Linked DNA regions of Mus musculus: regions 1 and 2 are each linked to region 3. A link is a contact called in public Hi-C data. All regions are on one chromosome and are shown on one strand. The core of a region is the stretch at or near the end of the contact, and the rest is flanking DNA. Distances in the headings are between cores, read along the strand shown. Region 1 has its middle 23 kb from the start of 1810053B23Rik. Region 2 holds the start of 1810053B23Rik (RIKEN cDNA 1810053B23 gene). Region 3 holds the start of 1700029J03Rik (RIKEN cDNA 1700029J03 gene).

What was found. Hi-C and Micro-C count contacts between places; a contact is called where the count stands out from the background.
Region 1: a contact with region 3 is called in a Hi-C map of the N1E-115 cell line, with 1.9 times the contacts expected there. The contact joins the enhancer-like site here to the promoter of 1700029J03Rik in region 3. A contact is called at or near these places in 4 of 484 Hi-C or Micro-C datasets (the AML12 cell line, the N1E-115 cell line, cranial neural crest and 1 more), 3 of 115 datasets of contacts at active chromatin or transcription factors (double positive thymocytes, embryonic stem cells and large pre-B cells) and 1 of 9 other capture datasets (embryonic stem cells).
Region 2: a Hi-C map of Sertoli cells shows a contact between it and region 3, with 2.1 times the contacts expected there. The contact joins the promoter of 1810053B23Rik here to the promoter of 1700029J03Rik in region 3. A contact is called at or near these places in 3 of 484 Hi-C or Micro-C datasets (the HL-1 cell line, Sertoli cells and liver), 1 of 115 datasets of contacts at active chromatin or transcription factors (double positive thymocytes) and 1 of 9 other capture datasets (embryonic stem cells).

The regions. Positions count from the first base shown.
Region 1 is chr16:93,333,119-93,338,235 of GRCm38.p6, forward strand. No RefSeq gene overlaps it. Among named protein-coding and RNA genes, the nearest start is that of 1810053B23Rik, 23 kb to the right of the region's middle. Within about 2 kb of position 1,698, at least 18 of the 459 cell types and tissues checked have an H3K27ac peak or open chromatin away from gene starts, as enhancers often do. A contact at or near this core is called in the N1E-115 cell line and liver, where this site is marked.
Region 2 is chr16:93,355,757-93,360,168 of GRCm38.p6, forward strand. It overlaps 1810053B23Rik (RIKEN cDNA 1810053B23 gene), which reads right to left and starts at 2,956. Exons shown (of 4, transcript NR_040489.1): 1 at 2,869-2,956.
Region 3 is chr16:93,456,405-93,460,995 of GRCm38.p6, forward strand. It overlaps 1700029J03Rik (RIKEN cDNA 1700029J03 gene), which reads right to left and starts at 2,468. Exons shown (of 3, transcript NR_040494.1): 1 at 2,289-2,468.

The DNA of each region.
Region 1 (5,117 bases), core at 448-2,947, 120 kb before region 3:
TGGCTACATACCCCTAAAAGCCTCTCCCGAGTTCCTACTTTCCACAAAGCTGGATCTCTCTTAATATTTCACCGCCATAATTGCCCCAGGCCAATTTCTTCTAAAGGAATTAAAATGCAAATCTAATATTCTAATTGCATAATAGGATAATCTTGGCAGCTTGATCAATACTCTCCCCCCACTGTCAATAATATGGCGGGAAGGCGTGTATGTCAGAGCCCTACGGTCTCACTTTATCACTGGCCCCTCGGCCCATCCGCATCTATGAGATGTGACATTTTATTAGTAGCCTCCCATCCATCAGTTCTAATTTGTGCATCCCGGAGATGCAGGCTGTCATCTCAGCATCTGCATTGCCAAAGTACCAGACAGCCCAGAGCTGATGCTTCATGCTTCCAGCAACTATGGTAAATGACAGGAACAGCCTGGACCACAGCCACATGTGACACTGTCTGATGGAGTGAGGAGCAGGGGACCCACATGAGTCCCCCCTCAAAATAAACATTTAAGATGAGAATACGGAAAGCCCCAAATCCATGACTATAGGCGCAAGGCTCAGACGGCAGTACGTAGTGGGACCCTAGCTGCTTGGGAATTGCCATTTGCCTCAGTTTCCCCTCCCATTCTGTAAGTAAGAATTCTGGCCTGTGTTGTTCAATGTGCAATTCGCTTTGCTTCTAGAGCAGGGAACCTCGCACTCACTGTAGCCTGGGTGATGATACCATTGGCTTGACTCTGGGATGTCTGGGCAATCTGCCAATTAGCAGTAGAAACATCCCAATTAACACTTATCAACAGGAGAACTCAGTTCTCATGACAAAGGGCTTTTTAAGCCCTGGCTCTTAACAGTCCAGGTGTCTTCTTTGTAACGGAAACTTTCAGGTTTCAAATACCAAGTCATTTAACCCAGAACCCTGGCAGTCCATTTACATGTTTAAAGCAGCAAAGGGCACTTATGCCAATGATTATCTATTTCCTTTGGTACAACTTAGCCCATGGGGTGTGAGGGAAACTTTGAAATTCTGTTAAATCTGATTCTAGATAAGTAAGCTGCTTTCAGAGCCATAATCAAGCCAAATATTCAAATTCTTGGAATAATTTTTCTCCTAACATCACAAAACACAACTCAGAAGGTCATTTAGGGCTGGCAAGATGGCTCTGTGGGTAAAGTGTGCTTGCCACAAAACCTAAAGACCTGAGTTTGAGCCCTGGAACCCAGACGGTAGAGAGAGCCAATGCCTGCACTTTACATTCTGACCATCACAGACACATGCACTGTGGCATATGTGTGTGCACACACGAACACTAAATAAATAAATAAATAAATAAATAAATAAATAAATGTAAGGAAACAGATTTCAAGGTACTTAGCTTGGCTGTGTAGATAACTACTTCACAGGTACTTACCTGCATAACTATGTTGCTTGCCGCGAGAATAAATTTTTCTCACTGGTGTTGTTCTTTTAGTTTTTTTGACAACTCTCCGTGATATCTAGGTGTTAGGTAAGGAACTTTCATACACAAGTTTTGTTTCTCCCGTGGGTCTCATGGTGAGCTTGGGAGGTATGTTGTTGCCCCCAGAATGAAACCATGGAAGGAAGAAACACCCCATGATTCTCTGCAGACATGGATGGTGGGGGAGGGGGGAGATGAAAGGATTAATAACAAAAGCAAGAGGAACACACTGAGAAGCAATCTAGGGCAAAGGGTCCATTTTTGAAGGCGGTGAAGGCCGTGGGGTTAAGGAGAGGGAGGAGGGTGGCATAGGAGGAGTTGCTTCCTGAATTACGGATTGAGGGCTAATATTGATCCTTGGCAGAACTAATCATGGCGGGAGGATCTGTGAGCTCAGGGACAAGAAGGCAGTGACTGCCAAGAGGCCAGCAGCCACGGCCAGTCGCCCTTGGCTAATCTTGTTTCCTCTCCCTGTAGGGTTGTTAGGCAGGGTGATCAGTGTGTCTGGCCTTCAGCGAGGCACTTGACAGAGCTTCTCAGGATATTCCTGTGGACAAGATGGAGAAAGGGGGCTGGGGTAGAGTTCTAAATGAATTTGTAACTGGTGAGCAAAGAAAGCCAAAGTGCTGATGGACAGAGGCATAACAATGTGAGAGGAGTGAGCCCTGGCCGGCCAGGCTATGCGTCTGAGATGGGCCCAGCCCTGTGAGCATGATCATTAAAGGACACTTGTCGGAAAATTGAATGACATCATTGCAGGAGATGTGTTTATCATGCTACACAAAAGAATCAGGATCCTGAATGGTCCCATTCTGCTATTCCAGTGGCCCCAAACTGTCCAGAAGAAATGCAATAAGGAGTGAATACAAAATCCCTTCATTGATTCTAAAATCAATAATGAAGAGGAGAGGTCAAGATCCTTGGCCATGGAACAGTTTGTTGAAGGAACATCTAGTCCAGGCACATTGTGTCCCCATGTTACATGGTTGCCAACAAACAAACCCTAGGGGACATGGGACTGCATTAGCTGAAATTCAGAGCCACTTAAAAGGCAGTGGCCATTGTAAGTTTAATTTTTTTCAAAGCCTACTTTTAATGATGGTCCTTAAAGGTTTTAACCTCCCTTCTAGCCCACCGCCCACAAGAGGTAATGGAAAAGAAAGGCTATGGGGGAAGTGGACCTGTTTAGAAACCATTCTTTAGAGCAAATCCCCTCTGCGTTATCAGGAATTTAGCAGTTCAGCTCACAGATCAGCAGCAGCAGCAGCAGCAGCAGCTCAATCCACTCTCCAGGACTTCACGACTTTATCAGCAGTACCGATTGGTAGAGCCGAGATAGCAAGCACGAGTCAGCAGCAGTGGCATGACTTAGCAGAGACAGCCAGGCCTCCGCTGAACTGACCTGAGTCAGAAGAAGGGACCAGGCCCAAGAGGGACGAAGACCAACAGGAACACCAGGAGTTGTTTCTTGTGCCTCTCTCGGAGAAGCAAGGATCAGCGAAGACACAAGACCAAGAAGCGTTGCACAGCTCACTCTACAAGCAAGCCCCTCTCACAGTCCATTGAGTCCTAGTTATACTCCCTCCAAACGTCACGTGTCCTCCACGGGTCTTGCCTTACCTTGTGTCTTGATTCAGCATGTCTTGGCAAAGTTCCACATGAGTCTGTCTCAGCTGCCGTCCCTCTGCCAATCGGCCTGAGTCTGAAGAAGCAGCAAGAAGCCGCCATCACACCACCAGAAGCTTTTGGATACATTTCTCTCTGTGGAGTCAGAACAAATGGAGTTCAACCACACATTGTAAGACGGACCAATACATGTGTGACGTTAGAGAGGAATCCTTCATCACGTGTCCTTCCACGTGCTTGATTTATGGGGACATCCTTTCACCTGTGTCCGCTTCAGGAAAACATTCCTTCACTTGTCTGCCCCCCGCAAAACACCATCCACCACAACTAACTGCCTTTCCAAAGAACCCTTAAGTTTCCCCTTCAGGCCATCCTGTCTCAGATGGACAGTAGGGTCAGGGAAGGGCAGGAGCTGGACTATAAAACAAAGCAGAGAAAATTCTGGACATGGGAACAATGCTGGAGAAAGATGTGTACAGAGAGCAGGGTGAGATGTGGTGAGAATAGACACTGACAGCAATGATTCGTACATTACTGGAACAGCTTCCTCTACCCAAGGCTCTGTGTACTGAAATTTAAGCCCATCCTGGTATCAGAGGGTAGAAAGGTAATCCCATGAAGACTAGTTAGTGTCCTGTTGCTGTGATGGGACACTGACCCAAAAGGAAGGGTGTATTTGACTTATCTCTCACGTCACTGTCCATGAAGAGAAGTCCGAGCAGGAGCTTAAGGCAGGATCCTAGAAGCAGGAACTGTCACAGAGATCATGGAGGGACACAGCTTGCAGGCCTCGCTTACCCTGCTCTCTTGCACCATCCAGAATGACCTGCCCAGCAGAGGCACTGCCCACAGGGGTCTCAGACTTCCCAAGTCAATCATCAGACAAAAAGCTGCCCATCCACGTGTCCATGTGCCAATCTGATGGAGGCAATCGCTCAAGAGTTCCTCTTCCTAGGCCACCCTCGGTTGCGTTAAGTTGATGAGACCAGCCAGCACAGCTGGGAGTGTAGCCCAGTGGTAAGTGCTTGTCTGGCATTTACAACCCCTGGGTGTCATCTCTAAGCATTGAAAAAAAATGTATTCGCTCTGGGAGGTGATCAGGTTGAGGTAAGGTCATCATGGTGAAGCCATCATAAGTGGAAAGACAGCTGGAGAGAGGAGGGCAGAGAGGAGCTCAAAGTGACTCACGTAGACACAAGTGTTCTTGCTTCTAAACAAGTGACATGGTATCACCAGGACTCTGTCAGCAAGGTGGCCATGGACACACTTCTAGACCTTAGGCTCTGGAAACGTGAACCCAAATGAGCCTCCCCGTTTTTTATAAGGAAGCATGCTTACCTATCGTTGTGAAATACCCAGAAACAGATGCACGCAGGAAAGGCCAGTGCCCGCCATGGAGCACTGAGAGAGCTAAGACCCGAGGAATGAGGAAACACAGTCATTGCTCTGTGAAGATGGTGGGCACTCCAGAAGCACAGAGAAAGTTCAAGAGCAGCAGAGTGACCCCATGTGGATGGCAGAGTTCTGCTTCGTGAAGTACTGATGGGCTCACAGGCTGGAGTGTTTGGAAGTACATTCCTTAACAAAGTAAGACCTGGTTTTGTGTGAGTCTGGGGTGGAAGTATTTTTCTGCGTCGACATGTGTTGGCCATGGGACTGCTACCCATAAATCTGGACTATGTGCCATTAGGGTTTGAATGTGAAATATCCTCCAGGGATTGTGCTCTTGAAAACATAGTCCTTAGCTAGAGCTGGGGAAAATTAGAAGATGGAGCCTTCCTGGAGGAAGTGGGTCACTGAGTGCAAGCACTAAGATTGTATAGCATAGCCCAGCCTAGGGTTCACTCTGCTTCCAGACTGGGCATACAACATGGCCAGCTGCCTCCCCTCCTGCTGCACAATTTCCCCACCATAATGGACTTTATCCTTCCTGGTGAACCCCAAAGACCCCTCCATTGAGTTGCTTCTTTGCTGAGGGCATTGGCATTTGTCACTTGGCTCGGACAAGGGAGTAGGCTCAGATAAGAATATCAGAA
Region 2 (4,412 bases), core at 1,706-4,205, 100 kb before region 3:
CCTCTCCTATCCTCTTTTTCTCCCAACTCTACCTGGGACCCAACCCCCAACCCCCAGCCAGGTAACTGAAAATCTGCCTACCTCCATCTACTGCCCAATTATGGTATTTAGCCTCTTATTGACCAATTAACTTAGGGAACAAGGTTAGAGTACTGGCTAGTTTTGTGTGTCAACTTGACACAAGCTGGAGTTATCACAGAGAAAGGAGCTTCAGGTGAGGAAATGCCTCCATGAGATTCAGCTGTAAGGCATTTTTCTCAATTAGTGATCAAGTGGGGAGGGTCCCTTGTGGGTCGTGCCATCTCTGGGCTGGTAGTCCTGGGTTCTATAAGAGAGCAAGCTGAGCAAGCCAGGGGAAGCAAGCCAGTAACTCACATCCCTCCATGGCCTCTGCATCAGCTCCTGCTTCCTGACCTGCTTGAGTTCCAGTCCTGACTTCCTTTGGTGATGAACAGCAATGTGGAAGTGTAAGCTGAATAAACCCTTTCCTCCCCAACTTGCTTCTTGGTCATGATGTTTGTGCAGGAGTAGAAATCCTGACTAAGACAGCTGCATAGTATCTTTTGTGATAAGTGAGGATCTTAGTCAGGGGCATCCAGATCTTGGGTGCCAGCATTAGCATTTGAATACAGAGCAGCATCAAGCCAACCCCCTACAGAGAAGCCTATTTGAACCAGCTGTACCTGTTGGTTGTCACCAAAATGGGCTTTGCCAAGTACAGTAAGGAAGACGACTCACTGTTATACTGACAGAGAAACTACTCATCACCCTGAGCCCGAGACCCATCTCCTCCATATACCAACACAAAGGGCTTTTTATAGAAGAAGCAGAGAGGCTGCCACATTGGATAAATGCGATTTGTTTCATGCTGTGATTCTTAACTAAAACAAACCCCCACGCACCTTTGACTATTATTAGGTCAGTGTTGCATGGTGTGATGGTTGGAACTTTCCCTTCAAACGTGGTCTATTGGAAACATAATCTCACTCTGACAGCTGGAACGCAGAACCTAGTAACAGGCAGTGGGATCCTGGGGTTTTAGAAAAGAACACTGTTGCAAATTGATTTCTACTGCGCAGGCATCTCACACAAAATGAGCTCGGCCTCACCTGGCACCTGCTGTCCTGAGGTAACTGCCCTCCCTCTACAGCCATCTTGCAGGAGTGGCTAAGATACTAGGCAGATAGTGGAGGTGTCTTGGTTTTGAACTCCCAACTCTAAGAACTGTAAGGTTAATTAATTTCTTTCCTTGTGAATGCCCCAGTCTGTGGTGTTCTGTTTTTATAGCAACACAGGCAGGTAAGACACATGATTTTGGAGCCAACAGAGACTAGATACTAGGAACAGGTCAAACTCCTAAAAATCACTTTGGGCAAGATCTTCCCTTCCCTTCTCCAAGAGAAGTTATTGTCTGGACATTTCTGATGCTGATAGCTCCTACCAGAGACACCATGGCTTGATGGCTCTTTCCAAAGACTCCATGGCTGGTGGGCAAGAGAGCAGGCCTTCTGTGGTGCTGACATGCAGGCAGAAGGGGACCGTGGTGATCATGTGTCTCTGGCAGAAAGAGATTCTGAGATGCTGACATTAAAGAGCTTGAGGGAGTCCATGCCCTGATTCCTGTGATGCACCTCCTGCCCCCAGGCCCCATCATCCACAGATCCGCACCTCCCAAATTTTGAATTCATCAATGAATAATTTTTTCACTTGATCAGAACCCTCATAATCATCTCTAGATATGCAACCTGATATTCCTAAGGGTGTGTTTAGACCTCTGGGCATTTCTGACCATTAGAATCAGCCATATGAGAGTCACCATGAGGTACCGGTTCAAGCCCCAGATGGCCCAGCTTACAGCTCTGTCCACAGTTCTTGGCTCTGAGCTCTTCTACCACATCACACTGGGTGGTTTATTTCCCATCTGCCCTTTGAGTTAGAAGTCAGACGATGTGAAAAAAGTAACTTCCTGTTTAGGAAGCATCCATTTATTAAAACAAAAATAATAGGTCCCCACTAAGGCCTATGACCTTCCCGGCCATGAGCTCTTGACCTAGTTTTCTGTACCAGGGATGGGATCACTCTTCTTGAGCAGGCTCAACTCCAACCAGAAATCAGTTGGTTACTCTCACAATATAATATTATAATTGTATATATTAGATATAACTAATGTGACACAATATATGATGTAAATATAATATAATATAATATAAATAGTCATGCCATTATATCAGTTGGGACATCTTGCCTGGCAGGACATTTCTGTAAGTTCACATCTGGGCAAAACTATAAATGGCCTCTCTGACTCCTCCCTCTCCCTCTCCTCTCTTTAGCTGGGAAGCCTCCCTCCCAGAGCTCATTTCCTTCCACCCTGCAGGGCTTGGGGCTGACTGTCTGATGCCGCGTCCTCTGTAGACCTGGTCATGCAGGAGGAGTTTCCTTTCTGAAGCTCTGTCGTTTGCTGTCAATGGATGGCAATGCAACCCACAGCCAGTCAGCCATGACCCTGTCCTGCTCTGCGTAGCTCCCTCACCCACCTCAGAGGGTGACACTCCTCCATGACCAGACTGAGAGAGATGGCTGAACCATACCAGAGCACAGTCCTCACTGTGAGTGACACACCATCCTGGGCTCATCCTCTCTGTGCCTTCTATCACCTGACCCCACCCCTACCTCTGTTCCTGTATCTTGGAAGTCCTTAGAGGACCTCGAAACTATTTCATCTTGTCATCATTGCGGGCCCCCCACCCACCCACCCTGTCTGTCCTGTTTTGACTCTGTAACAATTTTCTCATTTATATCAGTCAAGAACACCTCAGGCCAAGAACAGACTAAACCGCAAAGGTCTCTGAAGTTCCCGGTCTTCCTTACCACTTTGCTTAAGGGCACTGGCAATGCCCATGTGTTCCTCCTGCATTAGCAAGCTCCGTTTCTTTCTTTTTCAGCATGTGGTTCCACTGGGCATTCTAAATTCGGCACCCTGTTTTTAATGTGTTTATCTAATATCCTTGCCTCTCACCACCTCCCTTGAGGCAAAACTTATCTCCCATGACCCACTGCCAGGCAAACTCCCAAGCAGGCGTGGACCTTCTATGACTTGCCAAGAGTTGCCCAGTCAGTAGTAAGACAAAGCATAAGGACCCATCATCAGAATCCGCTGTCTCCAGGCTAACTGCAGCTCCCACAGAAACAAGAGCATCACCCGGGAGAGAAAGGGAGGCGACTGCAAATCTGATGCTACCTCCTGAGATGGGTCTCAGCTGCGAGTTCTTTCTCGACCATGTTTGCAACCTCCAGCTGTTCCCCTAGAAGAGAGAAACAGAACATATCATTAGACCCTGCTGAGGATGGGGTAGAGACAGATGGTTGGCACTATGGATTGTAGATCATCTCTAGATGGTGGGATTCCATGTAGAGATTTCGGGGTAAAAGAAATATTTTCTAAGGGGAAAATTAAACGTCAGCCAAGAGTAATGAACAGACACTCTGACAGTTCTGCATCATGATGTCTGTTCATGTGTACTGTCTTCCTGACACTTAGAGGCACCTCCTCTCCAAGCACAGTAGACAGAAGTGTCCATCTTTTTATGCTTTTTTTTCTAGCATCCCTTTTATAGCAAAACCCATGAGCAGCCTTTTCCTTATGCCGTGACCCCAGAAGTGTCCTTAGCACTGTTCTGTCATTCCAGAGACAACTCACGTAAGAAAAGGTCACAACACGTGGGACACCGAATGTCTCTCACCAAAAGAGACACTCTGGAAAGTCCAGGTCAGCTGAAGCCTGCAGTACAATGGGCCAAGCTTCCTCTCCCTACTTATTGGATCTGTCCAGACAGCCTGGACAGGCATTTCTGTGCTTCAGGTAGGCAGAGGTATGGTATCTCCTCTCAAGCATAATTAATGTATCCAAAGAAAATAAACACTGAGAGCAGGTGTTCAAATATCCCAAGCAGAGATGAATGCTAAGAAAAGAAATGTAAGTATGATTGAGGAAAAATCTGTTGGAATAAGTAGAGCTCTTCAGACTGTACAGATAAGAAGGTGCAAGAAGCGAGATGTGGGGTCTTTGGGGTATAGTCTGTTCTTTGTCAAAGGTGTCCTTGAGTAGCATTTATGGGAACATGAATAAGAAGGTCGATACAGACCTGGAACAGGAAAAACGCACATCTGGAACTGCAAGTAGACAAGGTCCAAGGTCCTCGGCATGAACAAATGCTAATTGCTCCAACAGGGTCATGGCACGTTGTAAGCACGTACAGTGTTATCCCACTGTACCCTACTCATACGCTCAATTATTCCATGACCGTTGGAAGTTAAAGGAGCCCCTTAGATACATCTATGAACTCCAGCTACACCAATTGATGGGGACCAAAGGGCAGAGGTCAAACATGCTCTCTGACCTTATGAAGGTGATT
Region 3 (4,591 bases), core at 1,218-3,717:
AGACAGACAGACAGACAGACAGATAGATAATGGATGGGTAGATAATAGATAGCAAGGGAGACAGATAGACAATACACACAAAGGTAACACAGACAGAGGAGGCATGGGGACAGGGTGAGAAATAACCGTTTGTTGACATCTCCATCTCCAACGGGGGCCTTGTCTATTCATTTAGGGACCCTTGGCTACTCTGCCGCCTTCCTTCAAACAAGGCTGATAGAGACAGAGTGTTAAATAGATTATGCGTTGGTGGCTGGGATAGAAAGATAGAACTCATCTTCAGCAATGAAGTGTTAGAGAATCAGCTAGAAAACAAACTGGTCAGACTTGACGTTGCTGCTGCGTGAAGCAGGCTTCCGGCCATGCGTGGAGGAGGTCGGACCCCTCTAGGATGCTTCCAGCCTCAGGGTCCTGGCATGAGAAACCCAGTCTGGGAGCATCCAGGGCTTCCTTCATCTGTGGACCTTTCTCTCCAACATCAGAAGGAACCCGGCAGTTGGCCAACAGGCACACATTCCAGACACACACCCAGCTAATGAAAACCACACACAGGCGGGAAAGGAGATGAGCATTACCTGCGCCACGGACAATCTGGAACGAGGGAGGCAGATGGAAAATCGCCTCAGGGACTTTACTCAGAATCTGCTACATCTAAGCAGGAATCGAGTTTCTCAAAAATAAAACCGTTCTGTTTACAAACATACTGTTTTTGCCAAAGAGAATTCTTTATTTTAGGTGCTTTGGGAAAACTGCAGAGTCCTTGAGTTTAGGGCCAAAGACGCCCAAAATGTTGCAATCCTAAACCTTTGGCCGTGACAAAAACATGTTTGCAAGTGGAAACTTTTCGGTGTGGGGCTTCTCCTGCTGTTTTGTTTGGGTGTGTGTTTGCTTGCTTGCTTGGTGCCAAAGGATTTCCTCCAAGGCTTCCCAGAAGCAGGGAGCTGGGGTCAGCACTCCTTGGTGTGTTGGCCTCCGGCCACTTGTGCCCCTCCTCAGACAAACTGAACAGTTTGAGAAGGGGGAAAAAAAGTCAGCTTGGGGAGCTATTGTCTCCCTGCCTCCAAAGTAGTTGGGAATTTTTGTTTGTTTTACTGCTGTTGTTTTGCTTTTGTTTTTTAAGATTTCCTTGTTTTATGTATGTGAGAACATTGTTGCTGTCTTCAGACACACCACAAGAGGGCATCAGATCCCATTACAGATGGATGTGAGCCACCATGTGGTTGCTGGGAATTGAACTCAGGACCTCTGGAAGAGCAGTCAGTGCTCTTAACCACTGAGCCATCTCTCCAGCCCCTTCAAGTGTGTGTGTGTGTGTGTGTGTGTGTGTGTGTGTGTGTGTGTGTGCCACATGCAAGGCTTTTTTGGGTTTTTGGGTTTTTGGTTTTTTTGCTGTTGTTGTTGTCGTTTGTTGTTGTTTGTTTTTTGTTTTGTTTTGTTTTTTGATTTTTTTGTTTTTTTACCCTTGGTTCTGGCAATCTAGATTCAGGTCCTCATTGTTGCATCCAGCACCCTCCCAACCCTGCCTTTAGGGGAGAATTGGATGTCCACAGTTGACTCTCCATTAGCCAGCCCTTCCCTTTCCACCTCTCGGCTATACCAGTGACAGTTTCATATATTTACAATGGCTCTTGGCCTATCAAAACCAGGCATTGAGGGAGGCCCAGCCCCTCAAATAGATCCTCATGGGAGGCAGGGACAATGGCTGTGCCCTCAGCCTCTGGTTCACTCTGAGTGTGCTGGAAGCCGCTCGCTCATTCTGCTCTTTGCCTCTCAATTGGTCGCTCTGAGAGAATAAGGAGTCCAAGCAGCACACCCAACACAGGACAAAGACAAACCGAAGCAGGAGACCGGGGGCTGGACCTGATGGAGTACTGAGGCCAACACAGGGCTCAGGGCGGCACTCAGCCTAGACGGGCAGCTGAGAGAGAAGAGAACGGCACCCAAGTAAGTCCTGAGAGTCCAGGGGAACCGAGTTCAAGGGCCACCGTGGTTACCTGGGTAGCAGCGGGCTGTGCACCAGCATCACACGGCACTCCACCGTCATCCATCTTCTCTAGAGCGACGCCCAAACTCCCTCAAACTCCCTCTGAGTTCAGTGAGGACCTCAGCGCCTCGTGAGCCAAACATGATGAGCCCATCTTGAGAGTCAGAAAGGGCGTTCCGTCCCCGTGCCCCCCCCCCCCACCTCTGTTCCTTGTGATCCGTACTACCTCTGAGTCAGGACTGTCCTGTGTCTTCGACCACACGGGGACGGGGACTGTGCTTTCTGCCTACAACACTCTACTTACATCGGCCTAACTTCTGCTCGTTTTCAGACCATTTCAGACAGCCTGTGGGTCACCAGGTCTCCTCCTCCAGGAAGCCCCATGCTTTCGCCAGCAGCAGTGATTCCCACTGGCCAAAATAACAATACATTAAAGAGACCTCAAAGGTAAGCAATGGTGTTGACATCAGAAACTGGTCGCCTCGGAATCCAGCGATGAGGTCACCCCTAGGCAACAGGGACGCTCATGCGTCTGTTGCCATGGCAACCGCCACACATCATTCCCCCCCCCCCCCCCCAATGTGCGCCTCACCTGCGCACTTCACCTGCGCACCTGATATTCATGGTTACATCCCGGCCTGAATAAAAGGCAGGGCCCCAGACCCCTCTCCCCTTCTTTGTTCCCCTCATTCCTCCTCCTCACCCCCTCTTTCCCCAGTAAATCTCTTCTCATAGAGCTGTGCTGCTGTGGTGTGATCTGTCCAGATACAAGCCACCTTCTAACACAACAGTTGGGCAGTGGTACCACGCGGCCAGCAGGCCAGCAAGAACCCTGTCCCTTGGGAGAGCTTCAGCTGCTGGGTGGTAGCGAGATGTCTGTCACTGTTGTGGGTGGTAGCGAAATGTCTGTCACTGTGGCAGACGCTACATTTCTAGAAACGTGAGTTTTCCTCTCTGCCTCTCCAGCCTGAAGGGAGGAGCATCCAGATCTCTGCCTCCGCCAGAAATCCTCTTACAGGATGTGAGTGTTGGGGGAGGGGAGGCATTCGGTAATTTCCCTCTCTACCTTGCTGCCCTGAGACAGCATCTCTCTGAATCAGAATCTGCTGCTTTGAGCAGGCTGGTTTGTTCCACACTCTCTGCATTGGCCCGTCTCTGCCCCCAGTGCTGGGCCTGAAAACACTGGAGTTTTTGTACAAATATCAGGGATCAGGAGTCAAGTTCTCATGCTGGCCTCTCACCCAGTGAGCCGCTCCTCGGGCCCTCCCCTTACACTCTATGAGCTGGAATTAGTTTGCATATCCGTCATTCTGCCAAGGGGGTACATATGGCACAAGTGACATTATCACTCGACCACCCCTGGGGACTCCACATGGGCTCAGCTTCCTCTGAGGTGCTTGGCTGAAGAGCTGAAGAGCAGGAGTGGCTCTCTGATTAAAGATGTTATCTAGAAAAAAAGTTAGAAGCGGCAGGCAGTTGGTGGGATTCATCTTGTTCTATGGTCCTTGAAGAGACTTAGCATCCTTGTTGAAGACGTTGCCTGACCTGGAGATAAAAACCTGGCCTTCTACCCACCACTGCACACAAGCTCTCTGCTCTCCACCGTCTCTGCATACTGAAGCTCCATCACCCTGAGGAGACTTTCTGAACCCTCCAGCCACACACACACTGTCCCCAGTACTGTGACCTATACTCCGATGTTATCACATAGCAGTCTTTCTTAACATTTTCGGACTGTAAAAGCCCCAGAATGACAAGTCAGATGTGCCTTGCTTACCCTGAGGTCTGGCCAGCATCTGTCTCTGTGCTCGGTACATATGAGATGCTCTACAAACAGCCGTGAGTGAACAGAAGCCCTAAGTCAGCATCCAGGATGGAACATCTGCCCCTGAGGGCCACTGTGCCTCTGCTGTGTGTGCCTGGGCAAGTTGCTGAGCCTCTTGCAAACAAAATTAAAACTCCTGGAGGTCTCCAAGACCCTTATCAGGGCTTCTGATGAACAAATTGCTACAATGTAATAAAAATCTACCCTTCCGCTGTGTGAAGTTCAGAAGCCAAGAAAGAGTCTGCTCTTCTGGAATCCCAGAAGAAGGATTCACCCCTTGCCTCTACCGTAGACCCTGCTGGCCACTGGCAACCTGTGGAACTCGTGCATTGGCAGCAGCATTCCATTCTCTGCCTGCATCTTTACATCAATGTCTCCATTGTGCATCCACCTCAAATCCCCTGTCTTTTCCCTTATGAGGACACCAGCCAGCGGAGTTAAGTCTCCTGCTAAACCCACCATGACCTCACCCTGAGATCCCTCTCCGGAGGCTGGCCGCCTGTGAGACCCTATTTCCAGATTAAAGTCACAGTCTCAGTGTGTCAGTCAACTTCCCATGGCTCTGATAAAATACCCAGATAAAAGGCTCCAGACGGAAGATGTCTTTGGACACAAGGTTTCAGAGAATTCAGTCTATACTCACTCGGCTATGAGGTGAGGCAGAACAGCAAGGTCAGGGGCACAGGGTAGAGCTGAGGAATTTACCTCACAGCTGCCAGGAGGCAAAGAGAATGGGGGAAGGAGGCTGAGGACAAACCACACCCTTCACGGGTTCCTGAAGT